Linked DNA regions of Mus musculus: region 2 is linked to region 1. A link is a contact called in public Hi-C data. All regions are on one chromosome and are shown on one strand. The core of a region is the stretch at or near the end of the contact, and the rest is flanking DNA. Distances in the headings are between cores, read along the strand shown. Region 1 has its middle 110 kb from the start of Gm32597. Region 2 overlaps 4930405D01Rik (a long non-coding RNA gene).

Region 1 (3,485 bases), core at 379-2,878:
CTCCATTCACACCCTCTGACTTATTCTACCCGTTCTTTTCAAACCCATAGCTTTTTCTTCTTTAATTATTATTACAGACATATATTTTACATACATATATATTCCTAAACACATAAATACAACATGCTTAATCTGTATGATGTATGTTTTGAGGGCTATTTGGTATAGGATAAGCAAGCAATGTGTTCTCCCCTGGGGGAGACTATTTTTTCCATTCTCAGCATTCCTTAGCTGCTTGTAGTTATTCGTGTAGGATTCAGACATCATGGGCTTTGCCCTGCCCATGACCTCACAGTCATGTCTATTGTTGTTGTCTTTGGTAAGCTCAAGGTTAGACAGAAATGCTCCATGTTCTTCTCACACGTGGATCATAACTTCAAGTTTTTAATTTGTTTGATCAAGCTGGAACATCTGTAGAGAGTCCTTGAAGTGAGAAAGTTGCCATTGTGAATAAGAGTGGCAGAGGCTTTTAGGAGGCGAAGGATTGTGCAGTACGTGTACTATGACATTTCAAGAACTCTAGTGGTATCAAAGTTTAAATAGCAATTGAGTTGGATGATGGATTAGAAGATAGGGTGTTTAGGGCATTAATCAGAATCAATAACAGATGAGAAATCATATGGAAACTGACTACTTTATAAGTTACTTTTTTCTTCAAAAGATAAGACTTGAATATAGACAGATTATTAAATGAAAACTCCCATGCCAAGAGTGAGATATGCTAGCTAAAAGGGCGCAAGAGATTATTAAAACTGTACAACTTATGTGAATTGGAAGGCTTCCAGAAGTGTATGGTATAACCCCATTGTTGGAGACACCACGTATGTTGGCAGCAGAATACAGTGAATTAAGCTGGAAGCCTCTATTTTTGCTGGATAGTTTGCATGATTCTAGAAGTTGCAGGCAGCTAGAAGAGAAAAGTTAGAAAAGGTTGTCACTCAACTTTAGGGCTTACATGCTACCATTTTAAGTTGTCAGAAAGAAAAAGAAAACATGTTTATGGTGACATAACTGTTGTTGGGGCAACAAACTGATTATTTGACTTGATCTGAGGCATGTTCAGTGGGAGGTAGTTCTTGTCCGAACCTGCAGTTCTGATCAAAGGCCCTACACTGCTGTTATGATAAATGAATATGTTGTTTAAAATGGTTAAAATATATACATTATATATTTTTATATCAATAGAGTAGTGCTATCATTGGCTTTTAGTAAAGAAGAAACTCTTTGCAGTAACAGCAGTTAGTGAAGAGACCAGAGAAGGTGCTGGCACAGCTCACTGCTAAGTATCCTGCATTAAATCAGATACTCATATCAACCTCCCTCCAAGACTTTAGGTATACCGTAGATAAGGAGGAAGCAACAAAATCTAAGATCCAAGAAGTGGGAGAAGAGGTTTCAATTGCTGTTATATGGGAACGACATTATCATTGTAGTCATGAACACAAAACAGCTGCTGTCGTTTGCACAAGAACCTGCCTAAGACTGAGGTAGTAAACATTTAGTCAGAGATGGGAGAGAAGCTCATGGGGTCTTGATCTATCCTGGGGAGATGATGTCATTTCAGGGCTACTAGACAAAAGGAAGTCATTGTCTTGAGTAATGTAGCCACAAGTGAGTTACACATGTTACTAGGAGACCGAGTCATGTCCGTGACTGGAGGGTAGTCTTAGCTAAACACAGTGGGTCACAAAGCAAGAATAAAACAGAACAGACAGGAAAGTGGGGTGTGGTCTTGATGTGAGGAAGAATATGGATTAGCAGGGGTGGGAGGAAGAGATACACATATGAAATTGTCAAGGAATAAATTAATAAAACAATTGAAGAAAGACAGAAAGTAGGAAAGATATTTGATTTTTTAAAGAGAATTGAATGATAATTGTCTTCTGTAAGTGAACCCAATCTGGTTACAGAGAAACCTGTAGTTACATAAGAAGATAAATAGGACTGTGTTGGTGGCAAATGACCTAGGTAAATAAAGCATACCTAATAGGTCACTGGATTAGATAATTGGTCTGAAAGTAGTTAATCCTAAATGCCATACTGCATGTAATGTCTTTCAACTGTGAATACATCACATCACTTTCTATTTCAATTAAATAGTCACTAAAATGTCACCTTTGACATTTTAGTCTTCTTTGGCTCTGGGTTCTAAAATTTTCACCCATCCAGAGACAGATGTATTATCTCATGCCCTACTATAGTCTTCTTAATAGTTATCATTTCTGGTATATTGTGGATGTAATGTACTTAATTTAGTTGTGTCACACTGTTTTCCCCAAAGTATAATATCTATGACAAGTGTATAGATTTTTTTTTTTTGGTGCATATCCAGCTAGCAGCTCAGTTCTTGACCTTAGGTATTCAATGAATATTATAGAAGTATTGACCAAACCAAAGATCAGAACACTTATGTATAAACCAGAAGACAGTAGAGGGCATGAATTCTGTTCTGCCTCAATTAGAAGTGACTCATGTCCTAGGGTTGCTGAATCCTTCATGTAGATAGTGACTTTAGACTCATCTATGAAAAAAAAAAACACTCTGACATATAGATCTTCACGCAGGCATGACAGTTGAAATATAATAATATTCAAACATCATTTGCCATTTAAAATATTCCATTGATAGTGTTGGAGTTTAGCAAATGACACCTTGAAATGAACTGCTTTGAATTCCAAAGAGCACAAAGAGTAAGGTCAAGGAAGAGATTTCTCTGGAATTCCCTGTCTCCCTGAAATCACAGAACCCCCGAGGTGACATTTGATTGTTCTGAATCTCTTCCCTGACATCTCATCAGTCAGGAAAGACAGATGTTTTCAATAATAAGGAACACTAGATTTGGGGCTATACCTAAAGGCCAGCAAAACTGCTATACTTCATGATCATAAACCTCCTCTAAAATAATCCACTTTCTCCATATGTCTGATACCTAGGAAGAAGACATTTAAATTTCTCACACTATCACCGGTACCCACTGTCCTTCAATGCTGCCATGATGAGATGTTTTATATACTTCCCCCTTACAATCTGCTGTATGTTTACATTAGAATATTTAATCATCAGGCCTCTAAAAGCAAAAGGCAAGTTGTTTCATGCCTAAAACGTAAAATATATCACCTTAAAAAGCACAAGTGAATGGGTATACAATGAATGTGGACTGTTCCACAATTATTTTGTTAGTTATTACTCACCTGATGTAGATGATAGAGAACTCAGGTTAAAATCAGGTACTCAGTTAGAGAAGAGGACCATTCCCTATGAATTATAAACTTTTCCTTCACCCTAATTTTTAAGAAATCCATGAGTTTCACCTTCAGCATATTGTCTTTCCAAATTAAAATCACATTTAAATCATGCGGTCCACACTAGAGTACTCCTGACCATATTCTGTTCAATCCACATCCAACCCCAGGCCCAGTCCCAACCAGTGGTTTGTCAGCCCAGTAAGTCTGTCCATTTGACTCTACCTTGCCCATACCCTCACC
Region 2 (3,485 bases), core at 252-2,751, 710 kb before region 1:
CTTGAGAAAATGAAAATACAGAAGATTATTGAATATTCACAATTTGATCCTGGCTATTTTCTTAAGGATAAAATTATTGGAAATACAGACTTTCCATCACAAACTGTGGTTCTGAGGATTTTTCTCCCACAGACTAATCCACAGCCTCTAGTGACCGTCAGAGCTGCATTTATGTAAGTCAACAACATTCTGTCTGCAAAGCCTTCTACCTATACACATGGGCTTTGACTCCCAGGATTTACTCATTTTTCTAGAAGTAAGACTAGCATGTTCCTTGTAACTTTAGTCCTGTGATGCATGCACAATAGTCATTCATGTTTAATGTGTTACATTTCTTTATAGAAAAATTTGAACCTAAAAGTCTGGCATATTTTCTCTTCTCCTCTTCTACTTTATTAAATGGTAACCACGATGGTCTTTAAATAATAAAAAGAAAGTTACACTTTTGGATTGTCCTCCTTCTGCCATTGAAGATGGCCAGTATTTCTAAGAAACTAGAGAATGAACACATTCAGTAGACATTGGCCTCTTGGCAACTTGAAACATTCATACAATAGAGAAAGAAGGTTCTATATAATATAGATTATGATATTTATTGTCTCCTTTTCATTTCTTTCAGTAGTAGCATAAATAGTACCCTGCCTAATGTTTGCTTCATAATAAAATTATGTACCGCCGTTTTTCTTTATCCCCTTTCCTTGAATGACCAACTCTAAATAAAACAGGAAGCTTCTGTCATTCACTGCTATCTACATCATGAAATATTCCCTTAAGTATAATTGATAATTTGTAATAAATTTAATATTTTTCTACTTTGAAATTATAGTAATGAAATATTTAGAATTTTAAGGTTTGGTAATGCTGGCACAGGAAAGAGCCCAATCTTTGTAGTTTAGAAGAAACAGTCAAGGATCATCCTTGCAGAATTCTTTCTGAAGAGGATGAGAAAAATTATACTCTAGTTGTGAAATATTTCCAGAGACCAGATTTTCTTTGTTGCCAAATGTATGCAGAGATGATGGGTTCAAGGGTTACAAGCAAACAAAAAAGCAGGCAGAAGAGTTAAAGAAAAAGCATACTTGTGCAATGTTGCAAAACAGAGTTCCTTTCTAAGATTTGTGCTGCCATCCAGTTTACAATTTTAGCTCATCCAATTTATTGAAGATTTCTCACTTACTGGCTTACAACCAATAACTATTTTCTAAAAGCTTTATTGATCACTGCCTCCAAATACAATACCATGAATCATTCTCTCCGGTGGGTAGAAATTGTCTGAAGGAAAGTGTAACTCTGTTCAATAAATTTACATTTATTCCATATTGTCAGGAACAACCTGACTGTAAACCACCCTGCTCATTTCAAAATTCTCTGTTTCAAACTCAACGGAAGCTTTCCTCAACCAGATCATTCCAGTTTTTGAATCAGAGAAGGGAAGTGCTTAGTGTAGAATATTTCTCTCTTCCTCATTTTGTAGAAGTAGGTCAAGCTTCTTCAGGGCTGAAATGAGAAATGAAGCAAACAACTGTAAAAATGACTTCCTTGAGTAAGCTGCCAGCGTCTCTGCTGATCACTTTTGTGTTTCTGCACTGTATCATGTAGAATATCACTTGAATTCACATTTTTGAATCTCTGGTCCATTTCAGGATTTCACATAGAAAAATAATATATCTTTGTTTACTAGGAATCCAAATCCTCAATCTACCAAAACCTTTGAGATTCTTGAAGCCTGTGAAAGTAGCCTTTGCAATAGATTCCTGGTGTTAAATAAGCAACACCTTCATTCCTTACTCTTAGGTTCCTTTACTGTGTGAAAATCTTTCCTGATTTGGAAAATGCCAAGCTAGGTCCTTGCTGTGCTCCATAACATTTGATTGACTCAGATGATACCTTGCTTTAGGAGTGTGAATGGTGAGATCAATAAATAGCTGAACTCCTACAACATCCATTTTTGTGTGTTTAACTAACAGAGATGCAAATCAGGCCACAGGTCAGCAAGTGGGGATGTATGGAAAAGTTTTTCTACACTATCACTATGAAACATTAATTTCTTGGTTCTCTGTAGTAATGGTTTAGAGTTCATAGCATAGTAAAGGAAGTGAGAGCACTTTTCCCATCCCTGAAGGACAACAGGTCATAAGGAAGACCTTTGGAGTTCAGCTTATATCAGGAATAACAATAATTCAGGCAGAAAACAAAAAAATATATAGTGACCTTGCAATTTTAAAATAAGACTTTTCTGGTAGCTGTTTTTAAGAGACTATGATTCTTTGAAATTACAGCTCTTTTAAAAACAGATTCTTCTGAAATATGATTTTCTCAATAACTCATTATATCTTCAATTTGATCAACCCTTCTTCATAGTAAACTTTTATCTTTAGCTTGACAATGTCTAACATTTGAGATTCCATACTGGAGGAGTCTGGAAATACTGTTTATCAGTAAAGATACATTTTAAGAATTCTGTGAAATCTCAGAAGTCTTTTAGGAGCAATTATTCACTGGCAGAGGAGCATTCTGCAATCATCTTCTTCAGAGCATGGGATGCAAATCTAGACTCGAGTGGGTGAGAAATACTTAGTAATTTATGACCTGTGAAGAGGATAAACCATAGGCATTTGGTCCATCAGTGGTCTGCTGAAAAGCGGTGCCTAATGAAGCAGAGGAAGCTTGGAGCTTCACCTTCCCTTCTCAGTGGGTGACCTTGCAATGCAGTCTTTATGTCTATTTTATGTATATACCATCAAATAATGAAGACATGCATCACTATAGGAGAGAAGTGACAAGCAAAATCATTGTCATTACTCAAAATATGAAAGCTACTAAAATACAAGTGTATGGCTGCTTACTTTAAAAAGACCAAACTTTACCTAATTAGCATACATTAATTTCAAGTATAAAAAATATAGGATGTTCATTTTGCCTTTAAGTGTTTCATATATTTATCAAGAGTATGTTGAGAACATTTAAATAATAATCTCTTCCATTATGTTTAAAATAATGGTAGAATTTAAAATAGTGCTTTATGTATTAGAAACATTTATTCATATCCAATATCCCAATCACAAAGAGAATCTGACACTTTACAGATCACTTTACAGTAGCTTGGCTCTTTGCCGTTTTATAGTAAAGGAAGTTCCATTTGTCCATTTAAAATGCTGAATTTTTAATATCCCTCTGCTCTTCATCTCCTTCACGACTTATCCTACTGTCCAGTTCACATATAAACACCCATTAGTTTCCATATGTCGTGGAAAGGGAGAGAGCAGAGCAAGATGCGTGCCCTATCATCGATCTTCACGTCAGGCTAAAGATAAGCTCACAATTTTATCATTTCTAAGCATGTCCACTTTGCACATGAAGCAAGTTCACTGATACGTTGCTTTTACTTTTTGAAGTAAACATGTGAACTTGACCTGGACATTCTGCTGTGGAGACAGCCTTTCCTGTAAAAGCAATTTAAGGCAATTTACGATGAGTTCCTGCCC

What was found. Hi-C and Micro-C count contacts between places; a contact is called where the count stands out from the background.
Region 2: a Hi-C map of bone marrow-derived macrophages shows a contact between it and region 1, with 10 read pairs. The contact joins two enhancer-like sites. A contact is called at or near these places in 2 of 39 promoter capture datasets (both in liver) and 1 of 484 Hi-C or Micro-C datasets (bone marrow-derived macrophages).

What each region holds. Positions count from the first base shown.
Region 1 is chr16:52,221,209-52,224,693 of GRCm38.p6, reverse strand. No RefSeq gene overlaps it. Among named protein-coding and RNA genes, the nearest start is that of Gm32597, 110 kb to the left of the region's middle. Within about 2 kb of position 1,628, at least 6 of the 459 cell types and tissues checked have an H3K27ac peak or open chromatin away from gene starts, as enhancers often do. A contact at or near this core is called in bone marrow-derived macrophages, where this site is marked.
Region 2 is chr16:52,930,132-52,933,616 of GRCm38.p6, reverse strand. All of the region lies in intron 4 of 4930405D01Rik (a long non-coding RNA gene), which reads right to left. Among named protein-coding and RNA genes, the nearest start is that of Gm25723, 15 kb to the left of the region's middle. Within about 2 kb of position 1,501, at least 5 of the 459 cell types and tissues checked have an H3K27ac peak or open chromatin away from gene starts, as enhancers often do. A contact at or near this core is called in bone marrow-derived macrophages, where this site is marked.